Regions from separate parts of the Ovis aries genome. Here region 2 is linked to region 1. The links are chromatin contacts, called in public Hi-C maps. All regions are on one chromosome and are shown on one strand. The core of a region is the stretch at or near the end of the contact, and the rest is flanking DNA. Distances in the headings are between cores, read along the strand shown.

What was found. Hi-C and Micro-C count contacts between places; a contact is called where the count stands out from the background.
Region 2: a contact with region 1 is called in a Hi-C map of mesenteric adipose tissue, with 1.9 times the contacts expected there. The contact joins two enhancer-like sites. A contact is called at or near these places in 8 of 16 Hi-C or Micro-C datasets (hypothalamus, liver, mesenteric adipose tissue and 4 more).

The regions. Positions count from the first base shown.
Region 1 is chr12:51,773,203-51,778,935 of ARS-UI_Ramb_v3.0, reverse strand. The region is part of intron 4 of KAZN (kazrin, periplakin interacting protein); the gene reads left to right. Among named protein-coding and RNA genes, the nearest start is that of TMEM51, 140 kb to the right of the region's middle. Within about 2 kb of position 2,970, at least 13 of the 54 cell types and tissues checked have an H3K27ac peak or open chromatin away from gene starts, as enhancers often do.
Region 2 is chr12:51,850,334-51,856,066 of ARS-UI_Ramb_v3.0, reverse strand. All of the region lies in intron 3 of KAZN (kazrin, periplakin interacting protein), which reads left to right. Among named protein-coding and RNA genes, the nearest start is that of TMEM51, 210 kb to the right of the region's middle. Within about 2 kb of position 3,081, at least 11 of the 54 cell types and tissues checked have an H3K27ac peak or open chromatin away from gene starts, as enhancers often do.

The sequences.
Region 1 (5,733 bases), core at 1,721-4,220:
ACCTGCTCACACATATAATTTGACATACGAGAGTTTAGCAGTCCTGAATGTATATTTAGTGACAGGCTTGGCTAATATTTCATCTAATTACATTCATTAACATTGAAATGTATAATCATTAATATATCTGGCACAGTGATCTAAATATTTTATAGAGGTCTTAATTACAGTAGACTTGCAATCTTGCCATAAAACTCATGGGCCTCACCAGTTGAAGGGGTGGTGTCAGGTAGCTCGGGGGCCCTGGCGGGGGAGGCAGCAGAAACCTGCCTTTTAGCAGGGAGGGGGAGGGGGCAGCGGTGGCTGGGGTCTCCCTCTTCTGGCCGCACCCAGAAGCGAGGCAGACAGTTGGAGAAGACAAGAAAATTGGTTCTTGTGATTTTTTGCTGCCACATCTCTGTTAACTGAAGTCACCATCCTCCTAGAAAGGGAGAGGAAAATCAAAGATACAAGAACAAAATAAAAAATGATAATTATCGCTACTGAGACTTTAGGAGGTTGATAAAAATGTGCTTTTCTTCCTCTGCCAAGTTAAGGAGTATTTTCAGAGAGTATTTAAGAGTATTTTCTGGCCTGATGAAGGTCAGAATGTGAGTTTTGTGGTCACAAAAGCTGAGCTCCGAATGAGGCTCAGGTCTGCAGTCATGGCCGCTGATTAACCCTTCATGTCAGGAGTAGACCGACGTGCCTACCCAGATGGCACAGCTGGACGCCAGTCCCCCGGCAAGCCGTCCCTTCATAGTCACAGCCATCTTCACGCCTTTGAAACCCTCCATGGATTAAAGAACTCATCTTCAGGTACTGCTTGGACTGTGAGGTTGGCAGGTTTTATTGTGCCCATTGCACAAAGGAGAACGCCGAGTCTCTGAGATCCCCTGGCTTCCCAAAGGCACATGGCCAGCAGGAGGCAGAGCATCGCCTGAATTCTCAATGTCCTGCTGGGACCCCCACCTGGACTGTGACCTGTGTTTCCCCAGCAGCTGTCCTGAGACTCTGAGGTGACACAGAAGGTTCCCTAGGAAGGCTTGGGGCCTGCAGGGTGTTGGGATCTCATGAGATGGGACCACCAAGCACCCCTCCTCCCCACGCCCACGGCTGGCATCAACCCCAGCCATGCTGCAGCTGCCACTGCCCATCTGGACAAAGTCAAGAGGAAGAGCTCAGACCCAGAGTCCCTGGGCCGGACCCTGTGTCCACCACTTGCCTATATCTTTGCCTATTTCTTTGCTTGTGCACTGGGGGTCATGAAAGTAACTACCTCACAGGATTGTTGCAAAAAAAAAAATTTAGTGAAAACTTACAAAGTGTTTTAACCCAACCCGGGTCTGTATAGTCAAAGCTATGGTTTTTCCAGTAGTCATGTACAGATGTGAGAGCTGGACCATAAAGAAGGCTGAGTGCTGAAGAATTGATGCCCCTGCATTGTGTGGTGTCGGTTGGAGAAGACTCTTGAGAGTCCCTTGGGCTGCAAGGAGATCAAACCAGTCAATCCTAAAGGAAATCAGTCCTGAATATTCATTGGAACGACTGATGCTGAAGCTGAAGCTCCAATACTTTGGCCATCTGAGGCAAAGAGCTGACTTACTGGAAAAGACCCTGATGTTAGGAAAGACTGAAGGCAAAAGGAGAAGAGGGAGGCAGAGAGAGATGGTTGGATGGCATCACAGACTCAGTGGACATGAATCTGAGCATGCTCTGGGAGATGGTGAAGGACAGGGAAGCCTGGCGTGCTACAGTCCATGGGGTCGCAGAGTTGGACGCGAGTGAGCAGCACAGTCCTCCTCCTCTTCATGAGCATCACTGGGGCTGGGGAAGCCCACACAGGCCTGCATTCCTCAAGCTCTGTCTGTGCCTCTTTGTGGACGCTTTGTCCTTTCACTGTCACCGCAGTCACACCGGGAAGTTGTCATGGATTTTCCAGGCAAGAATACTGGAGTGGGTTGCCATTTCCTTCTCCGGGAGATCTTCCCAACCCAGGGATTGAACCCAGGTCTCCCGCATCATAGGCAGACGCTTTACCTTCTGAGCCGCTGGGGAAGTCTCTCTTTTTAAAAAAAAACACCATTTATTTATTTATTTATTTGGCTGTGCCAGGTCTTAGTTGTGGCATGCAGGATCTTCCATCTTTGTTGCAGCATGTGGGATCTAGTTCCCTGACCAGGACTCTAACTTGGGCCCCCTGCATCATGACTGCAAAGTCTTAGCCATTGGACCACAAGGAAAGCCCCAGAAGGTGTTGTCTTTGCCTGTGCAGGAAGAACCAGGACTTTGAATCCAGGACCAACCCCAAGTTCATGTTCCTTCTCCAGCCACAGAAGAAGTAGGGCACACCTTGCCCACACCTGGAACTGCCCCACTTCATTACCGACTCACAGGTGCCCCTAATAGCATGAGGGCTGCCTCCCCACCGAATCATAAGAGCTGGTGTTTACTGTCCCTGTGCTCAGCGACACTCTGAGCCCATTGCGTATACGAAACCAGTCCTTTGAGGTGGAGGCTGTTTCAAAGAATCCACCTGCCAATGCAGGAGACGTAAGAGATGCGGGTTCAGTCCCTGGGTCAAGAAGATCCCTTAGAGGAGGGAGTGGCGCCGTGCTCCAGTATTCTTGCATGAAAAATTCCGTGGAGAGAGGAGCCTGGCAGGCTGCAGTCCATTGGGTTGCAAAGAATCGGACGTGACTGAGCATCTGAGCAAGCAAGCATTCAAGTATGACTTTCCTGCAGAACAGCGCAAGGCTTGGTTCACTGCTTGGTGCATCGTCACAGACTGAACCCCCCTGCCCCACCAGCACCCGGATCTAGAAGTAGAACATGATGAACTTCCTGAAAGCTCTCCTGGGTCCCCTTCCTGTCACTGTCCCCTCTGTAGAGAGCTTCTTCCTGATTTCTCACCGTGTGGATTAATCCCACCCTTTTGAAGTGCCGTAAAGGGAGTGGTACAGAACAGTACATGCTTTGTATCTGGCTTCACTGGCTTGGCATTCTTCCGAGTGGTCCATTCATATTATTCATTGTTTCTCCTGAGATGGAGTTGTCCCCTATGACGGGACCGTGATGGTCTGACACTTCTGCTCGGGGTTGCGTGGGCAGTTTGCAGCCTAAAGCTTCTACGGTTAGTGTAACTCTTCCATGCAGGTCCCTTGGTGAGCATGGATGTGTGTTTATCAGGCAGGCATGGGCTGCGGTAGGACTGTTCAATCCTCTTTTACAGTATGAAAACGTGGGATCTGTGACTGCCTCCAGGTCACACCTCTCCTGAGGGGCCAAACTGGCTTTGAACCCAGACAGTTTAGCTCCAGGATCTGCTTTCTATGGCTGCTCTCCTCTGCTGGAGAGAGGGCATGGCGAGACCAGTCCCCAAATCACTGACCCAGGGAAACTTCCTGAAGGTTCTAGAGGGCCTGATGGACCACCATGAGAGTATGACACCAAAGCCCAGAGAGGGTGTGTGAGTTCCCAAGGCCACACAGCATACTGGCTTGCACCCTCATGTCCTGCCTCCCTGACTTCTGGGCATTCCCTGCCTCCTCTCAGGACCCAGCCAGCACCATGGTCTCATCTGAAATGACCTCACACACTAACATGAGCCTGAATAATAGTTTACACTGTGTGGAGCGTGGAGCCTGTGGGCCGATGCTGTGTTTCCAGAAATCTCCGCCCCCGGAGTCTAGGGAATGTCACAGTTCCGGGCCCATCCCCTGCCACTATTTTTAGTGGTGATCTGGAGGAAGGAGGACTTTCCTGGACTTGCCTTCAGAGTCTGGAAAACAAACACCACCCCCTCCCCACCCTCACCCTCCCAGTTTCCCTGGCAGGAAGTGGGAGCCCAGATTCCCAGGCCTGCCACTCACCCTCCATGCTTCTGGATAAGCTCTGAGCTCTTCAGAGCTGAGGGACAGGCGGCAGCAACAGTGTGCCCCTGCCCTCAGGTAGGACCTCAAACAGCCTGAGACAGGTCCCCTCTGCCCCCCACAGTCTCTCTTATCACACTGTGTCTGCAGGTGTCTGATCCCCTCCTGAGGGTTGGCCTTGCCCTCCGTCTCAAGTTTTTCCAGGGCCGCAGGACTTCTGTGATGGTCCAGTGGTTAAGACCCTGCTTTCCAATGCATGGGGTGAGGGTTCGATCTTTCATTAGGGAATTAAGGTCCCACATGCTGTGGGTGCAAAAAAAAATTTTTTTTAAGAAAAAATTTTTTTACCCAGGGGCACTTTCCTGGTCGTCCAGTGGTTAGGACTCCACACTACCACTGCAGGAGGCGTGGGTTCGATCCCTGGTTGGAGAACGGAGCCACGCGGCAGAAAAAAATTGTTTTTCCCATTGGGAGCCCCAGGCATCTCTGCTTGAGACAGACACTCTCCAGGTGGCTCCTCCTCTCATCGCCCCTCTGCCCAGGCTCCCAGACAGCCTTCCAACCTCATGCACTTGTGTCCTCTGCTCAGACTCCCCCAAGAGGGCGCCCCTTCCCTCCCAAGACCACCTGGTCCCCTTAGATGGTGATGACTGTTAGAATGGTACTAAAATACAAGCCAGCAAGCACTGTCAGGCATAGTTAGAGCTCTTACTTTGCTTTAATGCTCACCCCAGTACAATGAGATAGAAGCTGTTATCCTTCTTTACACATGAGGAAAAGACATAGATTGGTTAAGGAATTTACCAGAGCCACACAGCTCATGAATGGTGGAGCTGGGCTTAGGACCCAAGTCTCTGTCTGCAGAGCTTGGTTCCTCAGCCATGCCTGGACCCACTTTCCTGTGTTACCTCCTCTGTGGGCACCTGCTCAGATGAGCAGTCCAGCCCCCATGCAAGGCTCATAGGCATGGTTGGGTAATACGATTAATTGCCAATATTGAAAAATAAGGAGATACTTAAATCTAGATTATGGAATTTTCTACAAGAGTCAGCAGGTACAGTAACCCTGGGCCCCATTCAGTCATGGAACAGCTGCCCTTCCTTTCTTACGATGATCCCTGGCAGGCCTTGTGGTTGTCGAATGTTCTAGCATGGGTGTGGTGTCCTGTCTTGAGCCCCTAAGCTGGAGAATCAGGGAAGGAAGAGGCACCTTGAGATAGCTGGCAATTGTGAGCACGCCCGCATCCCCACTGTCAAGCCACCAAGTCATCACTCCCCCTACTTTCTTAACCTGCATGGACCATGCCTAGTGCCAGCTCCTGGAAATACTGTCAGATGAGGCTCACACCCTGCCTTCAAGCAGCTTCTAGGCTAGTCTGGGGGGCAGGAAGATCCTGAGCTGTCCCTCTGTCCCCAGGCTGCTGGTACACATCCCTGTGGGGAAGACAGGGCTCCCCTGCAGTGAGTAGAAGCCTGAGCTGTGGACTTTGGAAACCCAGAAAGAAACTACCCCAAATTCAAAGAAGAGAGAAAGGCAGGCATTCCCTGGCAGAAAGGCAGGGATATGTAAATGTCACTTCCTCTCAACAAGCTCAGTCTATGTCATATTAGATGGTGGCGAGTTCAGCACAGAAAAAATGAGTGAGGAGAGTGTCCAGGGAAGGCTTTGCTGAGAAGTTGATGTTTTAGTCAAGACCTAGAGGAGACAGGAAAGGGACCACGGCGGGGAACAGCCAGCCCAGACATGCTGAGGGAATAGGCATGAACCAGGAATAGTGAGGAGCAGTGGGGCAGGGATGGTCGGGGAGATCATGAGATGGGGGGTTGGGGGATGACAGGTCACATGGCCCTGATGGGTCATTCTAAGGACTTTGCTCGCACTT
Region 2 (5,733 bases), core at 1,832-4,331, 77 kb before region 1:
AGGCACTGTGTTACCTGTGTTCCTGTTCTTCTTCCCTGCGGTTTCACTCATCAGCTGACGATGCCTTGAGAGCTACTGGGGCACCAGGAGGAGGCTGTGATGCTCTTTTTTTTCTCATCTTGGGCATAACAGCATCCAGTAAGCTGGGTACCTTTAGAAGGAGGGTCCCTGGGGTCCCAGAAGACAGCCCACGCCTCTAGCCCGGCAAGAATCCAAAGAGGCCAGCTGGCCTGTGACAGGAGGTTTGACCCTGGCCATTTGGAAAGCTGGGATGCAGAGCCCTGAGAGGGAAACCTGGGCCGGGATGGGGTCAATTTACTCCCTCTCCGAAGCTCGGGAACTGAGGCCCGGAGCGAGGAAGGGACCGTGCTCCAAGGTGTCATGTGGGGTAGTTTCCAGGGAGAGACGTGAAAACTCACAAAGGTACTTGGATGTCTTGGCAGAGCTGGGTGCTCTCTCCCTTCACCCTCTTCCCTAGCTCCCTCTGATCTTTTGAAGGGGGCCTCAGACTTTGGGGATCACAGCAGTCTAGGGTGACTGCTAGTATGCACCTTCTCAGGCTTCACCTCAAGATTCTGACTCTGTAGGTCTATGGAAGGGCCTGGGAATCTTGTATTTTGTATCAAGTGCCCTGGGTGAATTTGATGTGGGGTTTCCGTGGATCAGACTTGGAGAACCTCTGCCATTCACTTCTCTGTGAAGTGAAAGTCGCTCAGTCATGTCCAATTCTTTGCAACCCCATGGGCTATACAGTCCATGGAATTCTCCAGGCCAGAATACTGGAGTGAGTAGCCGTTCCCTTCTCCAGCTGATCTTCCCAAACCAGGGATGGGACCCAGGTCTCCTGCATTGCAGGTGGATCCTGTACCGGCTGAGCCACCAGGGAAGCCCACTTCTCTGGGATTCAGTTAATTTTTGAGCAAGGAATGAGGGAGCCGCACACTCTGCTTACCCCCTGCTCCCTGACGTCACCCTTGGCATCATCGTTTTCCCCTCCCACAGGTGAACCAGAGTGGACATCAGGTATCCTATCCTATTCCAATCCCACTTCTTTCTTTTCTAATCTGTTTTCCCGCCTCCACCTCTTCCTGCTCCTCCCCCTCCCTCTCGCCGCCCCCCTGCCCCCACCTTTGCCCAGAATCTCTTAAAAAGAGGCACATGGATTTCTGTCTTGCCCTCTCACAAGACTGTGCTATGCTGAGAAAGCCGCCAGCTAGGCCTTTTTGCTCGGATGTCCTGCTCCGTGTCCTAGGCTGCCACTAGCACTCATGCAACCTTTCACTCCACCAATACTCCTCTTTCCTTGAGCTCCTCCGAGAGGCCAGGTCCTGGGCTGGGTGCTGAGAGTCAGAGGAGACCACATTCTTGACGGTTCATCCAGGCTCTTCAGACTTGGTACCAAACCCACCATCCCGGGCTGCCCCCTCCCCTGCCGCGGGTCCCTTTTGTTGTTAGTCTGAACGCTGCGCCCATGACAGACGTGTTCAGCTGAGTGGCCTGTTCTGTGCTTCCTCTTGGCATCTCTTGCCATGTCCACAGGACAGATGGGAGCCATGGGACTGTTTCTATCACCTTATACCCTGTGGACTTTGTCAGCTTCTTCAGGGTGGGGGGCCAAGAGGCCTGGGTGGCAGAGTGGGAGGTCCCCACTCTGTCTGTGGTCTCCCTCTAGCTGGGAGACCCACCCCCACCAAGCTGGACTGCCTCCTCCCAGCAGCAGGTACAGGGGTCTTTAGATGCGGGCTAGCAATGGCTGCCCTGGGTAGACTGTTTCCCCTCTTTTGTACCCCAGAAGAGAATAGCAAGCAGCCCCCTTTTACAGAAAGGGAAATAGAGGCAGACACTGTGATCTCTTTGGGCCAGAACCATCTTATGGAATTCTCTGCCAAGCTGAAAATGGTCCACTGTCCTGTGTGGTAGCCGCTAGATTTAAAATGTAGCTAGTACGACCACACAGCTGAATTTCAATCTGTTTTAAAGGCCGCATGTGGCCAGTGGCTACGGTATTGGCTGGTGCAGCTGGTCCTGAGTCAGGGCTTGATACTGCAGACGGGGCTATGGCCCATCACAGCTCATGAAGCCCAAGGTGTATTTTCCCACTGTGCCCCTCTAAGGCTGTCCCGCTTCTCCATGTGGTCTCCGGATCACCTGCCTCAAAACTACTCAGAGCTGTTTAGGTTTTTAAGTTCCTGGATCCTCTGCCAAACCTGGACAGTCAGATAGCTATCTAGGGTGGCCCCAGAAATCTTCTCTTTAAACTCATCACCTCCACCCCCGAGGTGATTTTGATCTTTTCTGAAATTTGTGAACCAAAGGCTCCAGCATGTTACATCTTTACTGTCAGGGGGTTTCTCAGCCTCCAGCAGTCCATCAGTGCCTTTCTGCCTTTGTCCCCCCACCCCAACCCCACTACCTGCACCAGGCCAGTGGCTTTCAAGATAGGGTGCCAAGACCAGTAAATCAGCCTCATCTAACAACTTGGGAACTGCAAACCCTCAGCCTGCCCTAGACCTGCGGAATCAGAAACCTAGAGTGAGCCCCACAGTCTGGGTTTTAACAGACCCCTCAAGGCAGTGCTAATGCAGTTATAGCTTGAAACCAATCACTCAGCAAGACTGCTCTAGGAAGCTCCTTCAACTTAAAAATTTCCCCCAAATGTCTTCTGTCTTCTCCTTCCTCTCCCCATCCTGTTTCCTGTTCCCCCTTCCCTCTGTACCCTGGCCTGTCCTCTTTCCAGCTTCCAAGAGCTGCCAAGACCTTTCTGCACCCAGGGACTGCTGGGTGTGTGGCGAGATGATCCATCTGCCTTTTACAAGGGTCTTCGGGGATCCTGGCCTTACACGAGGGGTGGCCCTCATGAGGATGTGACAGGGGAGGCAAGCAGAGCGGTGGCCAGCAGACCGCCACCCCCATCGTCTCTCCCAGAATCCCAGGTGGTGGCCAGCTGTCCACCCGATGCCAGAATCTCAGAAGAGCAGAGGGCCAGATGGGCCAATTTCCCTGGGGCCCCTAGGCCTGCTTCGTGGGGCAGGCCCCTGCTGCTTCCCTTGGCATCCATCAGCCTGAAGGAAGTTGGCACAGCTCACAGCTGTGCTCAACAGACAGCACTTATCTGTTTCATGTCTTCCCAGTGTTTACAGAAAGCAGGGAAGCTGGAGGCCAGCTCAGACATGGCTGTGCTCCTGATCCACTGTGGAACCTTCCTTATGCAGATCATTCACCTCCGAACCCCAGTTTCCTGGTTCCATGAAATGAGATTCGTAGTGCCAGCTTGGCTTAGCTCACAGGTTTGTGATTGCATTTACCCGAGCCTGTGAATCTGGGAGAGTTTTGCACGCTCAGAGGCACCTTGCAAACATGGTTCGTACCACATCAATGCTGGTAAGGGCAGCCCTGTGCCTCGGGGAACCAACTCCTCCTGGTTAACTTGGAACATTGCTGGTTTCAGCACTGAAAGTTCTGTTATTGTTGTTTAGTTGCTAAGTTGTGTCTGATTCTTCTGAAACCCCATGGACTGCAGCCTGCCAGGTTCCTCTGTCCGTGGGATTTCCCAAGCAAGAGCACTGCAGTGGATTGCCTTTTCTTTCATTACCACAGAGCCACCTGGGAAGCCCACTGGAAGTCCTACATTCTGGGAAACCCCTCAGTCCTAGGCAAACTAGAACAGTTGGTCTCCCTGTCTGTACCCCAGTGGCTTCCAGACACTCAGCTTTGGCCGCCATACCCAGCTGCTTTTGCCGTGTAGAAAGAGATCCTCCTCCCAACCCTACCCTCCCAGCAGTGAAGGCTTCACCTGTCTGACTCCTGACCCCCTACCCACCTCCACTGACGGCACTGAGCTTCTGGCTCTGCTCTCACTTCCAGCTCATTCAGGTCTCTGGGCATCGACTGATGGTCTGGCTGACCCACCACTCAGATTCCAGCTGAGCACGTCTTTATTAAATCACGGTTACCCATTTGTGTACTGGATCACTCACTGGATAAATACTCATCAGGCCCTGAGTGGGTACCTGGTACTAACAAGCTGAGCCAAACCAGCCCTGTCCTCATTTCACCTAGGGTTTTCTATCTAGAACCCTTAGCTGGGACCAGAAGGATGCCCTTCCCCAACCTCTCCGTGCATCCGACAAAGTTCCAGGTTCGTCCGCCTGGCAGATGTTGAGTACCTGATCCGCAGCGGTGTGGTGCTAAAGCCGTGAACCACGTCAGCTCCTCTCCTGGATGCTGCTGAGGGGCTTGGGGTCTCCTCGTTGTTCCAGGAACCAGCTGACTCATTCCTACCCCTCACCTTCTCCTTCCTATGTCTCCACCCCGTACAAAATCCAAATTCCACCCTGTCCTGGGCCCCGACCCTGCTGTAAAGTCTGTCTTGCTCATTCCAGCCCCTTTGTGCACAGTCATTGCCTTGCCACAGGGTCCTACCCGGGTGCTTCTCAGGGCCTTCCTCCTGCACTTACCCCCAAGTGGGCAGGGCCACAAGGCACCTACATATCTGGCTCCCTTCGTTCACCTGGAGCACAGAGTCGAGCTCTAGGAAGTGCTCTGAGAGGGAGAAAACACATGTAGATTTCTCAGCTGGAAGGACCTTGGTATTATTGTTCTTCAGTCGCTAAGTTGTGTCCAACTGTTTGTGACCCCATGGACTGCAGCATGCCAGGTTCCTCTGTCTATGGGATTTCCCAGGCAAGAATCTTGGAGTAGATTGCCATCTCCTTCTCCAGGGGATCTTCCCAACCCAAGGATCGTCTCCTGAACTGGCAGGCAGATTCTTTACCACGGAGCCACCAGGGAAGCCTAGGAAGGGCCTTAGGCAACTTTGAATCTGGTAGCTGTATTGGCGCACCTTTGCACAGGAACCTCCTGTGGCAGGGAGGGCAGCGTATGGAGAACACCTGCAGCCCCACCAGGACTTGCTGGGTTTGGAAAGTCCGTCCGTCCCTCCTCCCTCCTGGAATTTGCGACCCACAGAAAGAGGCAGAAGTGGGGTAGGTGGGGAGTGTGGCTTGGGCGCTGCTGGCCTCACTCCTCTGCCCTGGCCCCTGTTCTCAGGCCCAGCAGCCAGAGGCCCAGGTCTGATGACGTGAGATGATGAGTCCATTGAGTCTGACCCCTGCCCTCGTCTTTGTATCGCCTAGTTACTGGTGGTTGGTGGTTTAATCGCTCAGTCATATCAGATTCTTTCGACCTCATGGACTCTAGCCTGCCAGGCTCCTCTGCCCAGGGGATTCTCCAGGCAAGAATACTGGAATGTCTTGCCATTTTCTTCTTCAGGGGATCTTCCCAACCCAGGAATCGAACCCGGTCTCGTGCATTGCAGGCTGATTCTTACTGCCTGGTCACTGTATCTCCACAAACATGTGGAAAGTTTGCATTTCAGTTTCCAGAATCTTTGAGTGTGATGGAGTCCCTGAGGGTCTTTGGTTCATTCATTCTTCAGATTATTACAGCGCGCTTGTGTGGAACAGAATCCTTGCTTCAGTTCAGTCTCTCAGTCGTGTCTGACTCTTTGTGACCCCATGAATCGCAGCACACCAGGCCTCCCTGTCCATCACCAACTCCCGGAGTTCACTCAGACTCGTGTCCATCGAGTCCGTGATGCCATCCAGCCATCTCATCCTCTGTTGTCCCCTTCTCCTCCTGCCTCCAATCCCTCCCAGCATCAGAGTCTTTTCCAATGAGTCAACTCTTCGCATGAGGTGGCCAAAGTACTGGAGCTTCAGCTTTAGCATCATT